2 separate regions of the Bos taurus genome follow, and region 1 is linked to region 2. A link is a contact called in public Hi-C data. All regions are on one chromosome and are shown on one strand. The core of a region is the stretch at or near the end of the contact, and the rest is flanking DNA. Distances in the headings are between cores, read along the strand shown. Region 1 holds the start of RNF144A (ring finger protein 144A). Region 2 overlaps RNF144A (ring finger protein 144A).

The links. Hi-C and Micro-C count contacts between places; a contact is called where the count stands out from the background.
Region 1: a Hi-C map of skeletal muscle shows a contact between it and region 2, with 2.2 times the contacts expected there. The contact joins the promoter of RNF144A here to the enhancer-like site in region 2. A contact is called at or near these places in 3 of 11 Hi-C or Micro-C datasets (blastocyst, liver and skeletal muscle).

The regions. Positions count from the first base shown.
Region 1 is chr11:90,023,453-90,029,625 of ARS-UCD2.0, forward strand. It overlaps RNF144A (ring finger protein 144A), which reads right to left and starts at 3,235. Exons shown (of 9, transcript XM_010810310.4): 1 at 2,862-3,235.
Region 2 is chr11:89,970,327-89,976,344 of ARS-UCD2.0, forward strand. The region is part of intron 2 of RNF144A (ring finger protein 144A); the gene reads right to left. Among named protein-coding and RNA genes, the nearest start is that of TRNAC-GCA, 10 kb to the right of the region's middle. Within about 2 kb of position 1,740, at least 5 of the 102 cell types and tissues checked have an H3K27ac peak or open chromatin away from gene starts, as enhancers often do. A contact at or near this core is called in liver and skeletal muscle, where this site is marked.

The DNA.
Region 1 (6,173 bases), core at 1,985-4,484, 55 kb after region 2:
CACCTGGAGTGGCTCCAGACCAGCAGACCCCAAGGGCAGCAGACACGTCTCCATCCTCCAGTTTAAGCATGGAGCCAGAGAAAGAACAGCAGACCATCAGGAGGGCTGGTGCTGGGCCCAAGCTGGCCACGGCTCTCTTTGTGGCCACGCCCCTGACCTCCCCCTCCAGTCCACAGTGTCCTCAGTCACAATGGGCGGCTGGGCTGGGGATTTGTGATGACCAGTGACCTGTGATGCTCACTCTCTGTGTGGACAGACTTTCCCTGTTTCCACACCAGAAAGAGAGAGGCTCCTAAGAGGGAGGTGAAATTTGCACAAAAGAAGGCAGTGGGGCCAAACCATGAACCACAGTGGAAAACACAGGCGACGTGGCTCCCGGCGTCTGGCCGAATGGCACGTTCATCCCGCTGAATGCCAGCAGCGTCCACTGAAGTGTGGGAGGTCCCTTCCGAGTCCCAAACCACATGGAGTCCACAGGCCAAGCCCTGTACTTGGGCAAGGATCTGGGTGCGATGAGCACACTTGATTAAAACCAGGGCGCTAGACAAGCTTATAAAGCACAGGAGTTTGAAAGTGCTCGTGCAGGTCTCAACACCCACATCTTTCAGGCCCCTGGGAGCCCACACCATCACCCACTGGCCACAGCTCTACCCCCAGCATCTGACTGGTTCACCTGTTTCCCTTCCAAGGATCCTGACATTTGAACCAGAGCTTCGTTTTACACAAACTTCCGAACTCCAATGGTGCTGGATCTGGAAAACTCCCCTCCCATTAAAATCAGGTTGTTTGCATCTTGCTTTTTCCTGAGGTTCTCAAGCCCTGCCTGACCTTTGATGAGAAGTACCAGGGGGACTACAAGCCACACCTTCCACAACAGACCACCCCTCACAGCCACCTTCCCCACTCTCAGTGGGGGTCCAGCCCACTCTCTGAACCATCCAGAACCATCTATGGCTCCCACTGCCACAGGATCAAGGCCATAGGTTGGCCTGGAATTCAACATTTCACCATCTACCCCTATCTGACCACACTAGTCATAATTCCTTTGCACTCTCTAGAAAATAATAAAAGTAAGATTTGAAAAGGCACTAGAAACCCTTAGAAGACTAGGAAAAGGGGATCTCAGTTCCCTCTCCTGAGAACCTGCTCTCGGCACCATCCCAAAGGGACCACATCCAAGGAGCACACGGGCTGCACGTCCGAGGGTAAGGTCAAGGTACACACCTGTGTCCCTTCTCCCTTCCTCCTCTGGCCAGTTCCCTCTGGCCACCCAGAACCTGTCCCACCTCCAAGCTCTGACTCAATTCGTCTTCACCAGCAGTCCAGACCCTCCTTCCCCGGCCTCTCCCTCCTGGGAAGTCCCAGGGTTCTCAGGCAGGCAGTCCTCACCTTGCTCTCTGGATCTCACACTTTCTTTATCCACAGGGCTAATCTGCCCTGCCCCTGGCCAGATTGCCTGGAATGCGTCCTTATCAGATCCCCAGGCCCCACTCCTGGGAAAGGGCTTCCTTCCCACCATCAAAGCAAGAATTGAGTCTGTTTCCAGTTCGGAGACCAGATCCCCCTCACCTCACGGAGGACAGGACCCCCTGGGGATAGTCCCCTGGGTTCCCTCACCCAGCCTTAAGGCCTGGCAGGAGGCCAGCACAGGCTATTTGTTGACTGGGCTTTTTATGATGATTGTGCCTGTTCGCTGGGAAGAGGGCAGGGAGAGAGAACTTTTGGAGCTGGACATCTACGAGATGATGAGGGCGCAGTGAGTAACCCCTTCCTCCTCGGGACCTGATCGTCCAGATTCGCAGGAGGCCCAGAGCTGGGTGCCCAGGACAGTGCAGGGGAGCTGGGGAGCCTGCTGGAGGGTAGGATGGGGGGTGGGGGGCGGCAGACAACTTTCTGCGCGCCCCTGGGGAGGGGACGGCTTGGAGGGACGCGGGCGGCCGCGGTCCCGGGAGCCGGGATGTGCACCCCGGAGGACGCGGCGCCGGCCCACCGCGGCCGGGCTGACCTGCCCGCCTCCTGCCCGCGCCCCGCCGGATCGCCCCGGCCGGACCCCATAGGCCGCCCCCGCCGCCCCGGGGACCCGCCGGAGCTCCGGGACGCGGCGGCACCCGGGCCACCCAAGGGCAGGGCCGGGAAGGCGCCCCTGGCGGGGATGGATTGGCCGTCGCCGCCGCCGGATCCGCTCGGCACGGCCACCTCCCCCGGGGCCCTCGGGCGCGCCCGCCCCGGCGAGGCCGACACAAAGGGGCCGCGCGTCACCCACCTGATCCCGCGCGTCCGGGGCCCGAGGGGTGGGGGCCGCCGCTCCTGCTCGGCCGCGGGCGGGGCTCCGAGCACCGAGGTCCGCGGTCCGAGGCTGGCTGTCCGCGCCGCCCCGCGCGGAGCCGCCCTTTATTCCCGCCCGCCCTCCAGCCGGGGCGCGCGGCCCGCGGGGGGAGACTGGGCGGCGGCGCCGCGCGGCACAAAGACGCGGGGCGCACGGGCTCGGCCCCCGCCCCGCCCGGCGCGCAGCGCCCCCTGCCGCCCGCGCGAGGCCCGCGGGGACCCAGGCTCCGCCAGGACCTCCCGGACCCCAAGCTGCCCGGAGGAACGCCGCGGCCTCGGTTAGGTGGCAGCCAGAAGACGAGGGCCCTGATGTCGACGCTCGGGGGCACAAAGACCGGCAAGCTGGGAGAGGAATGGGGGACCCAAAACAGTCTTAGCGCGGCGATAGAAAGAGAACCGGCCGGGCCGCTTCGGACCAGATCCGGGCTCCCGGAACCCGGGCTCCATGCCCTGGCGGTGGGGACCGTGCCTAAAGGCTGAGGGCCTTTCTAAGCTAGCATCTCATCAACGCGCCAAAGGTCTTTGCCTCCCCGTACCTGACGTGCTGGACGGATGGAGCCCCAGGCTCGTCTGGTCCTTCGGCTCTGTGGATTCCCGAGTTCCAGTTCTGGGCTGTTGACTTCCTCTGCCTTACGGTTTCGAGCTTGTTAGAGCCAAAGGTATTTGAAGGTATAATTTTCCTGTAAGATTTCTCCTTGCCACTCCCCCTAATAACTAGAAGTTACACAGGTATTTAATTCTGTCTCCAGCATGCGTACCTGAACAAGATGGGTATGAAAGAATGCCCCCTTCAATACATAGATTCTTCTCCCGAAGTATGGGAAAACCCACCCTCACCGCTTTCGTCCTTAACACCACACCCTCCAGTGTTGACTCTGCAGTCTAGTACCATCACCTAATGGGTCCAGTGACCTTAACTGAGCAAGTTAGTTAACTTCTTTGTGTTTTGATTTTCTTATCTGAAAACTACTAATGGTCATAGAGGTCATAGAGATCTTGTCAGGGATTAAATAAGGAAAATAAGCAAAGAGCAATCTCAACATAACTGGAAAATTTTAAGGATTTCATAATCCTTAGCTGTATTTTGTCTCATTTCCCCCCAAACTACAATACTAGCTATCGTGACACTGCATAATTTATCTTCCCCTACTACATACACATCTTTAAAAATAATAATAATAATAAATCTGTCTCATCTACACTGAGAAGTTATTCTGGTAACTTCTTAAATATGAATTCCTCCCAAATATGAATGAGCGCTTCTGATGTCTCTGTCAAATTCTTTGTATAAATGTCATCATTCAAGAAAGAAGGCACAATGGGAAGAATTCTAACGACACTTGGTTACCCCAGCCTCTCACCAGAAGATGAAAATGGTTCTGCATAAAGGCCTGAGCTTCACAGAAAATATATTCGGCCCTTCTGTACAGGGGTTGTGGAGCCAGGAAAGCACTGTGCGATACTGCTTATGAATGAAGGGATGGATGGATGAGAGCAAGTATCCGGGGAAGTGATGAATGTGTCCACACGGATGCAGATGCTTCTGTAGATTACCAGGGGCGTGGGAATCAAGCCTGGGGGAGGGGGAAGGGGGGAGGTTGGCAAGGAGAGGGTTGATGTACAAAACCAACCTCTTATCCAGTTGTGTCATTGAGCCTTTGTGTCTCTTGCAAGTGCTTAAGCAGTGATGTGACTGTGTGTGACTGTGTGTGTGAGGTCATTCCCATGTTTGTTTGTCTTTGTTAACCTGCTTGTTGTTGGGGCGACGGGGAAAGACGACATCATCATTGATAACACAGTTTGCAGCAGGCCATGCCCTGAATTTCATGTCTCAAGACTTTTCTCTATGAAGTCTTCCTAACCCATCACTGCTCCCCATCTCCAGATGTCTGGAGTTGTGTAAATAGTTCATTTGTCTCCATGGCATCTGTTAGACTTCATGTTTTGGATATTTACTGTCTGATTATTAGGTCATAAGAGTCTGTAGATGAGAAATGAAGTAAATTTTCTATTGAGTTTCCAGAGGGTCTTGGGCATAGTAAGTGCTCAGTAAATGTAGATGAGTCCTCTGCCCTGAGCTGTGTCCTTCCTAGTTCTCTCCAATGAGCTGCCTGCATCTCTCAAGGTCACATCCACCCATCACTGATTGATTTTCAGTCCATTCCTCTCATGGCTGTCAACCGTCTCACCCAGACGTTTGTTGTGTCAAGCTCATTTTTAAAAATACCCACTGTTGCTAAGCGCTTGTGCCTGTAGGCAACATGACTCATCGTTCTGAAGAAGCCCCTTGTTGATTATCTACTGAGGGCAAGGTTTTGTGCTAGGTTGTTGCCAGGGAATCAATGCCCCAGCAAATGGTCCAGAGGCTGGAGAAATGGAAGTCCATCAGGAAGTTCCTTCTCTAGCTACAAAACTGAGTGAAGATCAAGATTCATTCGGTGGCTTAAGTTTAAACCTTTTCAGGCAGTGGAGTTTGCATGGGTTCATAATCACACATTCTGAAAGTCCAAAACATTCACATTTCTTTAATTTTTAAAATTGCCTTAAATTCAGTTCCTTATTTCTGGAGAGAAGCAGGCAATTAAATGTCAACTATTGCTCTGATTGTCTCTCCCTGGAGGCCCACAGGTCCCTGGGGGTTTTACGGTGTTGGGATCCAGGGTGTAACCCTTCATGCTCAGCCCATCTCCCTATATATCTAGCAGCTCCTTCCCTGAGTCCTGGGTCCCTTCCAAGCAGGCTACGCTCAGTTTCTCTTCCAGGGGCCCAGCTTCCCAGGTGGGCTAGAAAGCTGCAAGTTTCCTCACCTCTCAGAGTGATGCAAAGTCTCTGCTGCTCTCAGGGACTCTTGGGAAAGCTTTTCTTGTCCAACCCCTGCCTCCATTCCCACAAACACCTCCCCTCTTTCTTTCCCAGCCTTGTTGTTGTTCAGTTGCTAAGTCGAGTCTGACTCTTTGTGATTCTATGGACTGCAGCATGCCAGGTTTCCCTGTCCTTCACTGTCTCCCGAAGTCTGCTGTAACATATCCATTGAGTCGGTGATGCCATCCAACAATCTCATCCTCCACTGCCCCCTTCTCCTCCTGCCCTCAGCCTTTCATAGGACTTCGCTGGTGGGCTCAGATGGTAAAGAATCTGCCCACAATTCTTAAGGAAGAAAAAATAAAATTTAGGAAAGATAACACATGGAAAGGGGGAAATTCATCCTTATAAACACGTAGAAAGAGCGCTGCTAGGGGTGAATTGGGCTTCCCTCATAGCTCATTCAGTAAAGAATCCACCTGCAGTGCATGAGACCCTGGTTCAATTCCTAGGTTGGGAAGATCCCCTGGAGAAGGGATAGGCTACCCACTCCAGTATTCTTGGGCTTCCCTGGTGGCTCAGCTGGTAAAGAATCTGCCTGCAATGCAGGAGACCTGGGTTCAATCCCTGGGTTGGGAAGATCCCCTGGAGAAGGGAAAGGCTATCCACTCCAGTATTCTGGCCTGGAGAATTCCATGGACTGTATAGTCCATGGGGTTGCAAAGAGTTGGACACGACTGAACGACTTTCACTTTCAGGGGTGAATTGTCTCCAGATTCACAGGTTAAAGTGTTAGCCTACCCCACCTCCTGACATGAACTTGTATGGAAATAGGGTCCTCGCAGATGGAATTAGTTCAGATGAGGACATTCTGACTCAGTGAGGACATAGACTCAATGAACATCAGTTTGAGAAACTCTGGGAGTTGGTGATGGACAGGGAGGCCTGGCTTGCTGCAGTCCACGGGGTTGCAAAGAGTCGGACACGACCGAGCAACTGAACTGAACTGAACTGAGGACGTACTGGAGAAGAGTGGGCCCTAATCC
Region 2 (6,018 bases), core at 490-2,989:
TAATTATTAGAATCACAGAATGTGGGGGCCGGGGACGAGGGTGCCGTGAAAAGCCAAGAGAGGAAGTGGCTGAGAGCAGAAAACTGTGTCTCGGAACCTGCGGGAAGGTGAGATCAAAGTCCTATTTGGTGCCACAAAAGTCTCGGGGGACCCACGGGCTTGGGGCTCCATGAGCTGTTGCGACTGCAATTCTCCTGCCTGCATCTGAGTGTTCAAAGGGACCCAGGCCTCATAATTAACCATCAGACTGTGCAGAGGTTCTGTGCTTACCAGCTCTCAACTACTTCCCCTCACCTTTCCCAACTCCTGGCAACCCCAGCCCTCTCACGAGGAGAGCATGTTGGGAATATCTCAGGGTGTCCTAAGATGTAGACTTACTCCAGGGATGTGGACTTTGAGCATCCCCCAGGTTTCAGCCTGGGGTACCTGTGCTGTATAAATGGCCAACCTGGCCCCAGGCTATGACTCGAATGCGACAGCACATTTTACAGGGATAGGGTGGGGAGGAAGAGGTATGTAGTCTAGGAAGTCTGTGTAGTCTGTGATGTGTGTAGGAAGAAGTGATAAGTCTCTGGGGACTTCCACATCCCTGCTCTATGGGGAGGAAAGAGCGATCAGAGGAGAAGCCAGCCCTGCCCCATGGGGACCGGGAGCCCTGCTCTGGCTCATCTAAAGTAGAATTTAGGAGGACTTCCGTGGTGGTCCAGTGGTTAAGCCTTTGCCTTCCACTGCAGGGATTGCAGGTTCAATCCCCACTAGGGGAGCTAAGTTGCACATGCCTCATAGCCAAAAAAAAAAAAAAAAAAACAGCACATAAACAACAGAATCAGTATCTTAACAAATTCAGTGAAGAGTTTTTAAATGGCCCACATCAAAAAATATACATAGATTAAAAAATAAATTTTAGTAGTATTTAGGGAGGCTGCCCACTGGGTAAAGTATAATTCTTCGTTTAGTGTCCAAGGGCCTCTGAGATGCCCCCGGACCCCACTCCAGACCTTGATCTTTGCACAACTCACCCCAGTGTCACCCTGAACCCTGGACACTCAACCCATGTCATGACCCCCGTCCTCCCCTCCACTTCTCTCGTTAAGGTTTTGGGAGACACGTGGCCATTTCTACATAGTGTTTTCACTTTTTAGGTCTTATAACATTTGCCTTCCCCCAAGTACAAGCTTGGGATGTGTATGCTGAGTTGAACTGGTTGCAAGAGAATGGGCACAGGTGTACAAAAATATACAGAAATAAAGACAATGCGCCCAGACAGCAGAATGAGTGGAGTGCGGTGGGCAAGGCAAAGGGGGCAGCCGTGGAGCCGGGCAAAGCCAGCCACTGAGGTGGGGTCAGCACTGGAGGCCTGGAGCACGGCCTGACCTCCCTGGGTCTCTGTTTCGTCAGGATCAGGGCGATAAGGCCTATCTCGTGAGGTTTCCACGAGGGGTGAACCCCCATCGGGGCCTGGACAGAGGAAACCTGCAAATGACCACTGCCTGGATCGGATGCTTCATGACACGGTCAACACCCAACTGAAGGCAACCTGGCTTTGAAGTGACTCTTAGAGAAAATAAAACAAAACCCTGAGCTCCCTGATGTTTAATATAAATGCACCACATCCTAACTGCAAGTGTTTTTAAGAAGTGGTCAGGGGGAGGGGGTGGCCACGTGCTGCACTGTCCCCGGTGCTGACCAAGTGAGTCCTCCTCGGCACCCACGGCGGCCGCAGTCCAGAAGGACAAAGGTGAAGCCACAGCCCCCAGACAGCCCGCCCCTGCCGCCTCCGCCACCTGAGCCGAGCTCAGTAAGAGGCGTGGGGGTGCTGAGTGCTCACAGGGAAGCCGGGCGCCAGGATCAGGGCAGGGAGACAGCACCTTGGCCTTCCTCCTCTCTCTGCCCGACAGCCATCTGTGCCTGGACAGCCAGCCAGGCCCCTCAAACCCGACTGTCTGTGTGTCTGTGCATCTGTGTGTCTGTCCCCCTGTGTATCTGTGCATTTGTGTGTCTGTCCCCCGTGTGTGTGTCTGTCCACCTATGTATCTGTGTGTCTGTGTGTCTGTCCACCTGTGTGTCTGTGCGTTTGTGTGTCTGTCCATCTGTGTGTCTATGCATCTGTGTATCTGTGAGTCTGTCCACCTGTGTGTCTGTGCGTCTGTCCATCTGTGTATCTGTGCGTTTGTGTGTCTGTCCACCTGTGTGTCTATGCGTCTGTCCACCTGTGTATCTGTGTGTCTATGCATTTGTGTGTCTGTGTGTCTGTCCACCGGTGTGTCTGTGCGTCTGTCCATCTATCTGTGCATTTGTGTGTCTGTCCATCTGTGTGTCCGTGCGTCTGTGCATCTGTGTCTGTCCACTGTGTGTGTGTGCGTCTGTCCACCTATGTATCTGTGCGTTTGTACATCTGTGTGCCTGTGTGTCTGTCCACCTGCGTGTCTCTGCATCTGTAAGGCAAGTGGACTGGCCTAGAACCAGGAGGGCCTCCAGGAAGGGCCTCACTCCCTCCGGGTAGTAGGGAGGGGGTTGTGCACTCTCCACCCCAGCACAGATCACACACAACAGCTGATTCAGAGGAAAGTCTCCCTGCCAGAACGAAAGCACTTTGTCAGCATGCGGCCTGTACTCCCTGCCAAGGCCCCGCAGGTCTGAGATCTTCAGACTTAAACCCCAGCTGTGGACAGGCTTTAGGCCTGACAACAAAAACAAAGACTGAAAGGCCCCATCTTCCTTTGACTCCCACGTTGTCAGGCACTACCACGGGGAACCCAGGGTCAAGGACACCTGTGCCCGCGTGTGGGCCAAGCCCCTGCCACCCTCTGCCGAGACTCAGGAACATCGATCGGCCAGCATGGACCTTCTGGGAAGTCCACTGTGGTCACACGGATGATCCCAGAAGAGTGGACGCGGGAGGCCTTGGCCTGGCCCCAAAAGCCACATCACAGGCCCAGGAACTCGCCACTGTGACTGAGGAAAGGCCGCCACGCCATCAGCTGAAGGTGTGGGTCTTGGCCCGTCTGTGTGATGCCCAAAGGAGCTGGGGGCTCCCTCAGCACCTCCGACGGGTGCCCTGACCACTTTCTCAAGGTCTGTGCTGAGCAGTCTGCAGGGAACTCAGGACCTTCCTTCTCGGCATCTCGGCAGGCTGCTCTACCTGAGCCAGGACTTTCTACTTTTTCTTTTTCTTTCTCCCTATTTCCTCCCACTGAGTGATGGAAGGAGAGCAAGCACGGCTTGTCCGTTTTGTGTCCGTCTGTCTGTGTGCATTATGTCCATCACAGCAGCGAGTGAGCTGGCTCGGCTTCAGCTTTCCATCCTGCCTTTTGTGCTTTCTGGGCCTTTCCTGGATCGACGGGAGCATCCATCCAGGGCAGGGGGCCTGCACAGGGCAGAGCTGACGGAACCGGCTGCGCATCCCGGGAACGAGGGCCCAAGAGCCACGCTGCAGCCAGGCCACAGGCCATGGGCCGGCCCTCTGTGGGCATCCATCACAGACAGGGTGTCCACCACGGGCGCAGTGGCCCCTGCAGCCCCACCAGCGTGTCGGTGCCTGGCAGGCTCATCCAAGATTATGTGGCCTAAGTCCAGGAGAAAAGCTGAGAAGCCAGAGTGGGCATCTCAAAACAGACAAGTCGAGGCTGGATGCTGAGAAGGGAGTGGGTGCCAGATCCCCAGGGTCCTCCAGGGTGACACACACATGGGGTGACATCCGGGGTGCCTCCAGGGTGACACACGCATGGGGTGACACCTGGGGTGACACACAGTGCCTACAAGGTGATACACAGGGGAACACACAGGGGCCTACAGGGTGACACACGGGGTGCCTACAAGGTAACACACAGGGCAAGACAGCTCAAAGAGTGGTAAGGGTGGGAGAAGGGACTCTGCTTTCATGGAAAGCATTGGCAGAACCAACTCTCTGAGCACCCCTCTAGTGTTCTCTGGGATCTATGGAGGCCCAGAACTGAAAAAGGTTCAAAAAGTCTAAGCATTAAGAGGAGTTACACTGCTGATCTATCCCACAAGCACGCTGAGAGCCAGTGCCGTGCAGAGCTGCCTGGGAGCGCACGGAGACCCCACCCCAGGGGCGGGGGGACCTTCCCTGGCAGAGGTCACAGTGATCTCCATACATCAGACACCATGAGCTCAGGACCAAGGCCAAGCTGGACATCAGGTTGAGCCGGGTCCCTCTGAAGGACCCCGCAGCCAGCTCCCTCCCAACCGTCACAGCCTCTAAACACCCACAGAGCATGCGCACACGTCAGGGAATTCAAAAGGGAATTTTTGTAAATGCAGCTCCTTCATTGACTGACTAAGGGCACGGCCCTCCAGGGGATGTCAGAGTCCAGGAGATCCACAGCCCTCCCTGCCAAGCTCACTGTGACTCAGCTGGGTAAACCCCAGTAATCACGGGGAGGAGGGATGCAGTCTCCGAAGGGGCTAGGGCGGGGATGGGGAGGGGCATCCATCTCCACGGACCTGGATCTTAGGACCAGCTTCCTGCAGACACCTGACCGAGGGGAGGGAACAACCACGGAGAACTCCCTCCTCAGACACCAGTCAGGCATGCATGGGGACCTCAGAGTGCACCAGGCTGCAGGGAGGCCAGAAGCTGACCTTGCAGGTTCAGATAAAGCCTCAGAACTTGGTCTTTGGAGCTCCAGTGATGGAGCTTTGATCAGAGCATGTTTATCACTTTAGAACAATCACTCCGTTTCAGAGATCCAGTTAGGTTAGAGAAACCAGTGAGAGCTTTGCTAAGATAGCTGCTGCTGCTGCTGCTGCTGCTAAGTCGCTTCAGTCGTGTCCGACTCTGCGAGACCCCACGGACTGCAGCCTACCAGGCTCCTCCGTCCATGGGATTTTCCAGGCAAGAGTACTGGAGTGGGGTGCCATTGCCTTCTCCGGCTAAGATAGCTAGGGGCGGAGAAACCAGTGAGAACATAGCTGAAGACCACTAATGATTTGGAAGTGGCCTCCCTGTTTTTCATAGTGTATATCCGCAGCGAAAGGCTATCAGGTGTGAGGGCATGGACCCTAAACCAGCAAGCCTTCCAGAACATGGTGCTACAGCTGTGCAGTAAGCCCACGTGCCATCAGATTAAAACATAGCATCTTTGAATACATACCAGTAGTGTAACAGAAAGAACACTTCTCTAAGGTTCAGGAGACCCAGACTTAAGACTCGACTGCACCTTAGATTCACGAGCTCTCAGACACTTCCACAACCCCTTGGAAGCCTCAGCACCATCATCTATAATTTGAGGTGAATAATAAATGCCGTGCTTCTCGAGGGGGGGTCATGGAGATGACATAAATGAAACAGGAAAGCATCAGGGGTGTTCACACAGGAGCATGAAGACAGGGAGCTGCTGGCCCCTTCTGCTCTCGGCACCTCTGACTCTCTAGTTCAGCCACTTCACAACTATTTCAGGTATACCCGTATGCCAGACACCAAAGTTACCAAGGCAGTTAAGGAAAGCGCCATCCTCAAAGAGTGTATAAGAAAATAAATGGCCGTGACTGGGCATCTTGTCCTAGGAAAACAGAAACAAGAAAGGAGTTTGCCAATCCACAGCCAACATGCAATCCTCCATGAATCAGACCCCCTTACCATGTAATCTGGGCTATTTTGGAATAGCCTTAAGAAGATTCAGAGGGACCACCTCATTGTCAAGGTCTTAGAGTGCTCGTGGCCATGGGATATTTTTATAGCCTCTCTTGGAGTCAAGAGCAGTGCAGATTTTATACTCATTCTGAATTTAACTAGTATTTAAGTGTGCTGATTATAGCTGCAAATACACTTTTTATTCCAGTTTGTGGTTGGAGAGGTGGCCGGGGAAGAAGCCTTGGAAATTTACAGCACAGAAATAGCATGTGGTCTGTCCGCTTGAAGGAACCAATCCTTCCATGAGCATCAACAAGAAGGCCAGCAAAGGGCCTGAAGCAAAGACAAGACAATGAAATGAGGCTTTTTGTCACCATATCCCTGTTACCAGGGGCTTCCCAAGTGGCGCTAGCGGTAAAGAA